Linked DNA regions of Sus scrofa: all the other regions are linked to region 2. A link is a contact called in public Hi-C and HiChIP or PLAC-seq data. All regions are on one chromosome and are shown on one strand. The core of a region is the stretch at or near the end of the contact, and the rest is flanking DNA. Distances in the headings are between cores, read along the strand shown.

The links. Hi-C and Micro-C count contacts between places; a contact is called where the count stands out from the background. HiChIP or PLAC-seq counts read pairs in DNA pulled down with a chosen protein or histone mark.
Region 1: a Hi-C map of subcutaneous adipose tissue shows a contact between it and region 2, with 2.1 times the contacts expected there. The contact joins the enhancer-like site here to the promoter of HECA in region 2. A contact is called at or near these places in 1 of 5 promoter capture datasets (fetal liver), 7 of 47 Hi-C or Micro-C datasets (alveolar macrophages, blood, embryonic fibroblasts and 3 more) and 2 of 2 datasets of contacts at active chromatin or transcription factors (alveolar macrophages and skeletal muscle).
Region 3: a contact with region 2 is called in an H3K27ac HiChIP or PLAC-seq map of alveolar macrophages. The contact joins the promoter of REPS1 here to the promoter of HECA in region 2. A contact is called at or near these places in 2 of 47 Hi-C or Micro-C datasets (liver and skeletal muscle) and 1 of 2 datasets of contacts at active chromatin or transcription factors (alveolar macrophages).

The regions. Positions count from the first base shown.
Region 1 is chr1:25,294,980-25,297,679 of Sscrofa11.1, forward strand. No RefSeq gene overlaps it. Among named protein-coding and RNA genes, the nearest start is that of TXLNB, 68 kb to the left of the region's middle. Within about 2 kb of position 1,437, at least 16 of the 83 cell types and tissues checked have an H3K27ac peak or open chromatin away from gene starts, as enhancers often do. A contact at or near this core is called in fetal liver, retroperitoneal adipose tissue and subcutaneous adipose tissue, where this site is marked.
Region 2 is chr1:25,362,832-25,365,531 of Sscrofa11.1, forward strand. HECA (headcase protein homolog) reads right to left here and starts at 1,252. Exons shown (of 4, transcript XM_021087304.1): 1 at 699-1,252. The coding sequence starts at 960.
Region 3 is chr1:25,479,951-25,482,650 of Sscrofa11.1, forward strand. It overlaps REPS1 (ralBP1-associated Eps domain-containing protein 1), which reads left to right and starts at 1,333. Exons shown (of 20, transcript XM_021087342.1): 1 at 1,333-1,812. The coding sequence starts at 1,660.

The DNA.
Region 1 (2,700 bases), core at 187-2,686, 68 kb before region 2:
GTCGACCTTTATCATTACCTAATACAATGAAAACATTAAAGCTCAACCATGGTTGAAACCAGATAAATAAGTTTTATCCCACGTGCCAAAGAGTCTGAGGCCACAACTGGTCCAGCAGGAAAGTGTGCCATAATAAATTAATAATGTCTACCCTAGAGAGGAGTGGTGGTGGAATATTTGCCAGGCATTCATCAGACACAAATGAGATGATCCACACATGGATTCATCTCTCTGAGAAGTTGCTTCATATCTACTTAAAGTTTAAAAAGACACAGCTACTGTCTCTCTCTTCAAAGTGGACAAGGATTTGCTAGTGTGGCAGATATTCACCCCATAAACAAAGAGACCAGAGAAAACCAAATCTCAATGGCTCATGGTTTCCCAGCACTATGTGTATAAGAGTTTAAGTTTGAATTAGAGAGAAAGAGGGGGCACAGTATTGATTGCCTTGGTCCATCCGGGCTCCTATAGCAAAATATCATAGACTCAGTGGCTTAGAAACAATAGAAATTTATATCTCCCAGTTCTGGAGGCTGGGAAGTCCAAGATCAAGGTGCTGGCAGATTCGATGTCTGATGAGAACACCCTTCCTGGCTTATAGATGGCCATCTTTGCACTGTGTCCTCCTGTGGTATAAAGGGTGAGAAAGTTCTCTGGAGCCTGTTTTCCAAGGTCATTAATCCTATTCATGAGGCTCCACCCTTATGACCTAATCACCCCTCAAGGGCCCCACCTCTTAATACCATCACATTGGGGACTAGAATTTCAACATAGGAATTTAAGGGGAACACAAACATTCAGTCCATAACACTGCTTGAGACTCAGCTGTCAGACAATGGTGGGAAATTACTGTGACCATATTTTCTATACCCCAAGTAGAGGGAGGCACTGTCTGACAAAGGCTAATGCTCTTACATCAGCAATAAGACGAAAGGTTGGAAATCAAGACCGACCAGGAGAAGCCAGCCCATAGGTATAAAAATATAATCCTGTCGCTGTTTCAAGATATTCTTGATTTTTCACTAACTTGGTTCCAAGATGTGGCTTCAGAAAGCTGGCCATTTTCATGAGATTATCCAGACCAGAGTTACAGGAGGGAAGAGCCTGCCTGGAGTCTAATCTTAGCCTCCAATCTGCTCCCAGACCGTCTGCGGGGTACCAGATAACAGATTCCTAACCTGCTTTTTTAGACAGTAGCTTTGCTTCTTGCCATCCGCAGCCTCACAGACAGATTCCAAAGGCCTTTACTCTGAAACTGACTGCAAGGAGAGACAGTCGTTAGCAGCTGCCACCACACTGATAATGGGTTTGTGCTGCTGCTTGCCCAAGAAGCTGCTATGAGTTGATCTGCATTCCTGCCTGCCCAAACCCAGAGCCAATGCACTGCTGCCGGCTTCCACACAGAGAGCAGGAGCGCCACCTGCTGAAGCAATGCAGGCTAGCTGGCATCGCTGCCAGCTTGTCACCCAGCAACAGGCATGAAAACCACCTTTGTACAGGGATTAAGGAGGCCTCCTCTTCTGCCAACGTTACTGTTTACCACGATCAGGCTGAAAACATCTCAAGGAAGTTTATTTTGCTCTGAACAAACGAAACCAAACTGCAGTTGGGATCCAGGCTATATTCCACTTAAGTGAGATGTGGACAAGTCAGCAACTCCAGAGTTTGACATAGAACATGGGTTTTTGTTTTGTTTTTTTCCCTTTGGCCTCCCCAGAGCATATGGAGTTCCCAGACTAGGGGTCAGATCCGAGCTGTAGTCGCAAGCCAAGCCAAGGCAAGGCAACTCGGGATCTTTAACACACTGTGACAGGTGGGGGATTGAACCTGCATCCCAGGCTCCCGAAATGCCATCGATCCCCTTCCCCGACAGTGGGAACTTCAGAACACAGTTATTAAGGGCTTTACCCTGAACCAAATGCTGGGTGAGGCATTAAGGACGGATGAATGATCTACATTAGACCAACAACAGAAAGATGATAAACCTACATCTGCATGCCACAACTGACAAACACATTCAAGGAAACTAAACACAATTTACTCCACAGAGACTGTATCTCAAAGTAAGGAATTTAGGGGATCTGGGTTTTCCATCTTTCCCTGGTTCTGTCACCTCTGTCACTAAGCCTAGATTAAGAAGTCATAATGACTTCTTTACTGTTTTGTTTTGCTTTGCTTTTTGAGTCACCAAATAACAAATAACATATTTGGAATGTTGTTCTCAAAATAACTGCTTTGCAGATGCCCTAAGCATCCTCTTGGCCTGCCTCTCAGAAAATTTTGCCAGGACAACTCTCAAAATGCTAAATCCTTTCCCCATACTCATAAATTCTACATCTGCTAATAGCACATTTCCAACAATGATCAATAAACAACGTATCAAGTCAAGAAGTCAACGCAGTGACGTGGTCACACTTTTTAAGCTGAGCAGCAGAAACTGAGCATCCTGGGCAGGGTTGGGGGCATGCTCTTCCCTACTGAGAGATCCTGGTGATTCAGCTGCTGTGCATAGCCATCATTCAAGCATATTCTAGTGGGCTGGACAGGTGAGCCTCCTCCTCTAGGAAAAGACCAGGTAAACATAAATGATAGGAAATAGGCAAAGAAGTGTTACGTTTGATGCAAGATACACAGGTTTAAGGGAGAATTCAGTATACAACACAAACTAAGTTAAAATTTCTTAAGCTACTACTGTGAAAA
Region 2 (2,700 bases), core at 2-2,501:
AGGATGATTTTTTTTTTTTTAAACTCCCGGGCTGAGAACGGAAGTCAAGTTCAGATTCTCTTCCTTCCTCAAGTGAGCAAGAGAATTAAAGAGCACCCCCACCCAGCGACACACACACACACACACACACACGCACGCACACACACACCCTACAGTAAAAATGTCTCGGGGCCTCTTCACCTGTGGCAATCGACACAGCAAGCCTCGATTTGCAGGGATTTGAAGCTCTTCTTCATTCGGTGGGTGGGGAAGGCGGGTGGGTGAGGGGAGCGCAGGGAAAAATGAACTGGTGCCTAAGTTTTCAATCGGATCATTCTTCTCAACTTGGGCACTTCCTTCCTTCTTTCTTACCCCCAGCCCGGGGCACACACATGGCTTTGCCAGCGCGGGCACGATGGGCAGGGCCCGAGGGGTACGGCGCCTCAGTCCGGCACCCGGGCGCCCCTCCGGGTCTGCGACTCAGGCTGCCCGGGGCGCGCGATTCGTGCGCCCCGCGGACACTGACCTGTGGCCGCCGATCGATCGCCACCGCCGGGCGTGGGGACCGGGAAGGGGCAGCCGCGGCGGGGCGGAGGGGCGGGGTGAGCACTTCCTGACTCTCGCATTGTCCACGCATCGCCCGCGCCACCCAGGGCCCCACCGCCGCGCCGTCCCCGTCGGGGAGGAAGTTGGCGCTCGCACCGCCGGCCCCGTCTTACCGTTCTTGGCTTCTCCGGCGGCTGCAGCCCCCGCGGCGGCTGCGGCGTTGGCGGCGCCCGGCCCCGCGCCTCCCGCGCCCGCGGCGCCCACGGTGCCCGGCGCGCCAGCAGCGGCCGCTCCGCAGCCGGCCGCTGCCGCCAGGGCCCCCCCGGCCGCCGCGCCCGCCGCTGCCAGGGCCCCGGCTCCATTTTCCTGCTCGTCCCCGCTGCTGTTGGCGCGCTTGTTTTTGCGGCCGCCTTTACTGTTTTTGGGGTTGGGCATCTCGCGAGCGTCCAGGTGCCCCGCAGCGGCGAAGGCGGCTCCCCGCGGTGCCGGGAGGCCGAGGACCGAGGGCGCGGGCCGGCGGCTCCTCAGGCTCCCGTCCAGTCGCGCGGCCCGCGCCGCGCCATCCCGGCCGCCGCGCCCTCCCCGGCTTCCTGGAGCCGGGACGCAGCCACTCGAGGCTCGCAGCCGCGCGGGCGCCGCGGGCTCGGAGCGCGAGCGAGACGCTCCAGAGCCGGAGGGAAAAGGCGGGTCTCGGGCTTGTTTTGATTCGGCTTCGCTGACACGCTCTGGCCCCGCCCCTGCCCGTGACGACACTGGGGATTCGGCCTGGCCGCGCCCACCAGGTGACCTCACGGCGGCCGAGCCCGCCCGCATGACGTCACGCCCCGCACAGAGCCAGCCACCTTCAAGTGACGTCATCTGGGCGCCCACACTCGAGGGCCTCTACGGACTCCCTTTCCTGAAATGGGCCCCATTGCCAATTTGGGGGCGTCTAAAGCTACTAGATGGCCTCCTGACCTTCATGCAATTGAGGCTTAGAACAATATGGTACTGGAAAAAATAGGCAGGTGACCAGAAAAAAACTGGAAAATAAAGGATTTCGGATTAATCATCCATCAAAACGGTTTGCCATTAAAAACAATCTTAGATTCAGTAACAAAGAAATAGGGTCGAATTCCTAGACAATGGGGAAGAACAGCAGAATCCCTGAATGGAAGGCCAAAGCAGCCTAGTGGTAAAACAGCCCATTCAAACAAGACCCAGCATTCAGGGATGAAACTAAACGTTGACTGTGACTAAGAAGCAGACCTTGCCTGGGAGGGAAATTCAGTCCCTGTGGATAGGACTGAGTTGTCCTGAAAGATAAGTGGCCACTGCTATGAGCAGGTGGAGATTAGAAGGTGACACCTGTGACAAGACAGTGACTTGGACAGGGAACCTGGGAAAAGTTTCATATGATCTCTTTTTCTGCCTTTTCCAAGACTAGCTCCTTCCTCAGGTCCCAGCTTAAACACATCACTTCCTTCAGGATGATATAACTGAGACCCCTCTGCAGAAGAGTTATCAGAAGCATCACCCTGTTTATTTTCCTCACTCGTCTCTAATTACATTGTCAATGTACATTATTTCCTATCACCTTCTCACTCAAATGAAAGCTCCATAGGTGGGAGAAGAAAGCTCTATAGGTGGGAGATTTTATCTGTCTTGGGCACCTCAAAGGACAGCTAGCATATATTTGTTGGACGTATAAATTCTTTCCCCATGAACTATGGAGGGAACACTGTGTTAGTTGACAATTTACAGTTCTCCTGTATAGTATGATCTCCCTTAACTAGCCCAGCACTCCAGCAAAGACTCTTGGGGTGTGTTCTGAAGCATAAAGAGTCAGGCAGGGACTTCCCTCCCTGTCCTCACCTAATGGGGAGATTCTGATGGGGAACTCTGGGCATTCATTGCAGAGTCCACAGCAGAGCCTGGAACTGCAAGGAAGAGCACTAGACACTCAGGAGCAATTGCTGGTTGGACTTTTCAGGAGGACAGTGACGAATCTTTTAATTCCTTAATTTTTTTTTTTTTTTTACAGGAAAGTAACCCTTTACAGTGCCATATTCACAGTTACAATAGATATTTTGTGCCTATATTTTTATATCTCTTCCTTCCCCATCTCAACTCCCCTAAGCATTAGGATAGCCAGGTTTGTCTATCTTTCTGACTCTGCAGAGTCTAGAATAAAGC
Region 3 (2,700 bases), core at 83-2,582, 120 kb after region 2:
GCCCTTTGTAAGACCAGTACCTCTCTCTGGGGAGTAATGTGTAGAAGACAAAATGAAAACCAAAACTGAAAAATCTAATTCTGTACTAGCTGCTGTTTTTGAAATATTTCCTATTTGCTAAGGATAAACTCTTTTTTTTTTTTTTTTTTTTTTTTGCTTTTTAGGGGCTGCATTTTGCAGCATATGGAAGTTCCTGGCTAGTATGGGAACTATAGCTGCCGGCCATAGCAATGCCAGATCCCAGCCACATCTGCGACCTATACCACAACTTAGAGTAACACGGATCCTTAACCCAGTGAGCGAGGCCAGGGATCAAATCCGCATCCTCATGGATACTAGTGGAGCTCATTACCGCTGAGCCAAAACGGGAACTTCCAAGGATAAACTCTTGTTAAGATATTCTATTTAAGGTATCTCGAGAATTACCTCTCTTATGGGTGCAGCAGAGAACAGTGCAGTCACATGATCTTCAGAAAGGAGGAAATTAGGGGTGGCAGGAGAAATTCTTGGTGGCCAGAACCACCTTGTCCAGAGAGAAAAATTTCCCCAACTTCCTCCTCTATTCAGCAAGTTTGGCTTGGAGCAAGAGTGGAAGTTAGGTCTCTGTAGTGGTGTCTACACGATGAGAGTTCTCAGATGGAATAGATGCTCATAGCCCTTCAAAACATATAGAAATATTGAACTGATCCTCAATTATTAATTGACCTCAAAGGGTACAACAGAACAATAACAATAACCTTAACAGTTTTCCCCTTTCAGTCAATGTTTATTAACAGTTAGTGCCAAAAGCTTTGAAAACAATCCAAACTGCAGCTTTGTATCTGAGTTCTCCTGGTCTGAATGCGCTGCGCGCTGTTCCCCCCCTTCCCGCCCCCAGCCGCAGACCGCAGACCAGCTCGCAGGGGTCCCAGCTCCTCCAGCCCGCCGCGCCGACGGCCGCTCCGCCGCGGGGCTCCAGCCACCAGGGGGCGCTGCGGCCCCCTCTCCCGGGAGCGGCCGAGCCAGCCCGGTGGGTGTTGCTCTCTCCCTCTCGCGCTCTCTCCTCCCGGCCTCACATCCGGGTCTGGAGCGGGGCCGCCGCTGTCAGTGTCGGTGCGGTCGCGTCGGGGGCCGGGCCGGGGCGCAGTAAATGGCGGCGGAGGGAGGCGGAGCGGCTGCCGCGCTCAGCCTAGAGCCCCCGAAACTTTAGACTAGAAGCCCCACAACTTTTCTGGGAAGTGCTGCCGCTCCGGGGGCGTGGACGGAAGGGGAAGGCGAGGCGGGAAGTCTGGGGGGTGGGGGGAAGCGGCGGGGAGCCGGGGAGACTCGAACCCGCGGCGGGGGCGGAGTCCGCTCGCGCCTCGCGCCGCCGCGGCCCCCGCCTCCTTCCCCGCGTTCTCCTCGCGGCCGCTGAGGCGGAGCGGGAGCCGCGCGACGCGCCGAGCCCGGGACTGCGCGGGGCCTCGTAGGCGGCGGCGCGCCGAGCTCAGCCGGGCCCCCTTCCCGCGACCTCCCAGCCCTGCAGCTCCGACGCCCCCCGCGCGCGCGAGGCCGGGGCTTTCCGCTGCTTCGGGAGGCGAGGAGGAGGAGGCCGGGCGACGCGCAGCCGTCATCCCGGGGTCGCGGGGCCGGGCCCCGGGTGTTGCATGCGGGGCGGGGCGGCCGTGAGCGGAGGCGAAGATGGAAGGTTTAACGCTCAGCGATGCGGAGCAGAAATACTACTCGGATCTCTTCTCCTACTGCGACATCGAGAGCACCAAGAAGGTGGCGGCCAACGGGCGGGTGCTGGAGCTGTTCCGGGCCGCGCAGCTACCCAACGACGTGGTCCTCCAGGTAACGCCACCGCCCTCCCTTCCTGCCGCGTCCGGGGGTCGGCGGACGGCCGAGGGGTCGCCTCTCGGCGGCTCGGGCCTCCAGCCTCTTGCTTCCGCGGGGTGGGAGTGGGCACTGTTTCCAGAAGGGCGAATGGTGGGCAGGTTCCCCCCGGCTCCTCCGCTGCGGGCCGGGGCCGCAGGTGCCCGGGCGGCCGGGATTCGCGAGGGGGAGGGGGTCGCTCCTCGAGGACAAAAGTCAAGCAAATATACAGTGGGGGGGGAGGGTCTGTGTATTATCTCTGAAGCGCCTAAGTCGTGTATCTCTCGGTTGTCCCTTAGAATCTGTTTTTCAGCACTGGAAAAGCAACTTCAGATGCAGGATCTTGGATTGTTACCATGTCTTTGAATCCTAGGTCTTGGTAGTGTATATGTAGCTCTTAGGATCCTACATTGCGGTGAAGTTATCAGTGTAGGCAAAATGTTTTTTAATTCTTGAATTAGCCGAGCAGACACGATAAAGTCGTTTTTATAGACTCAGGAATCGAAAAAGCTTTTTTTTTTTTTTTTAAGGCAGTTAAATTCTTAGGAAGATTAAAAAATTTGAACTTTCAGCTAGTAGTTTGCTTCAGATATGAAAAGAACTTTAACTATAGGATGCGTGGCTGATGTAAACTGGATGGTTTTCCCATTGGCATTCCATAGCATTTGGTGGAACTTGTGGATTGGGTTGGAAGATAAGCATTGAGCAACTGGAAGTCAAAGGTGCATATTTGCCTCAATCTGTAGCATCAGAGGAACAAGCAGAGTAAGTCTTAAGCTTTCTTCATCACGTCTGCTTTTAAAGGAGAAGGCTTCCTAGAAGTTCCTATCTAACATATGTGGTGAGCATTGATGCTGTTCTGTTTAA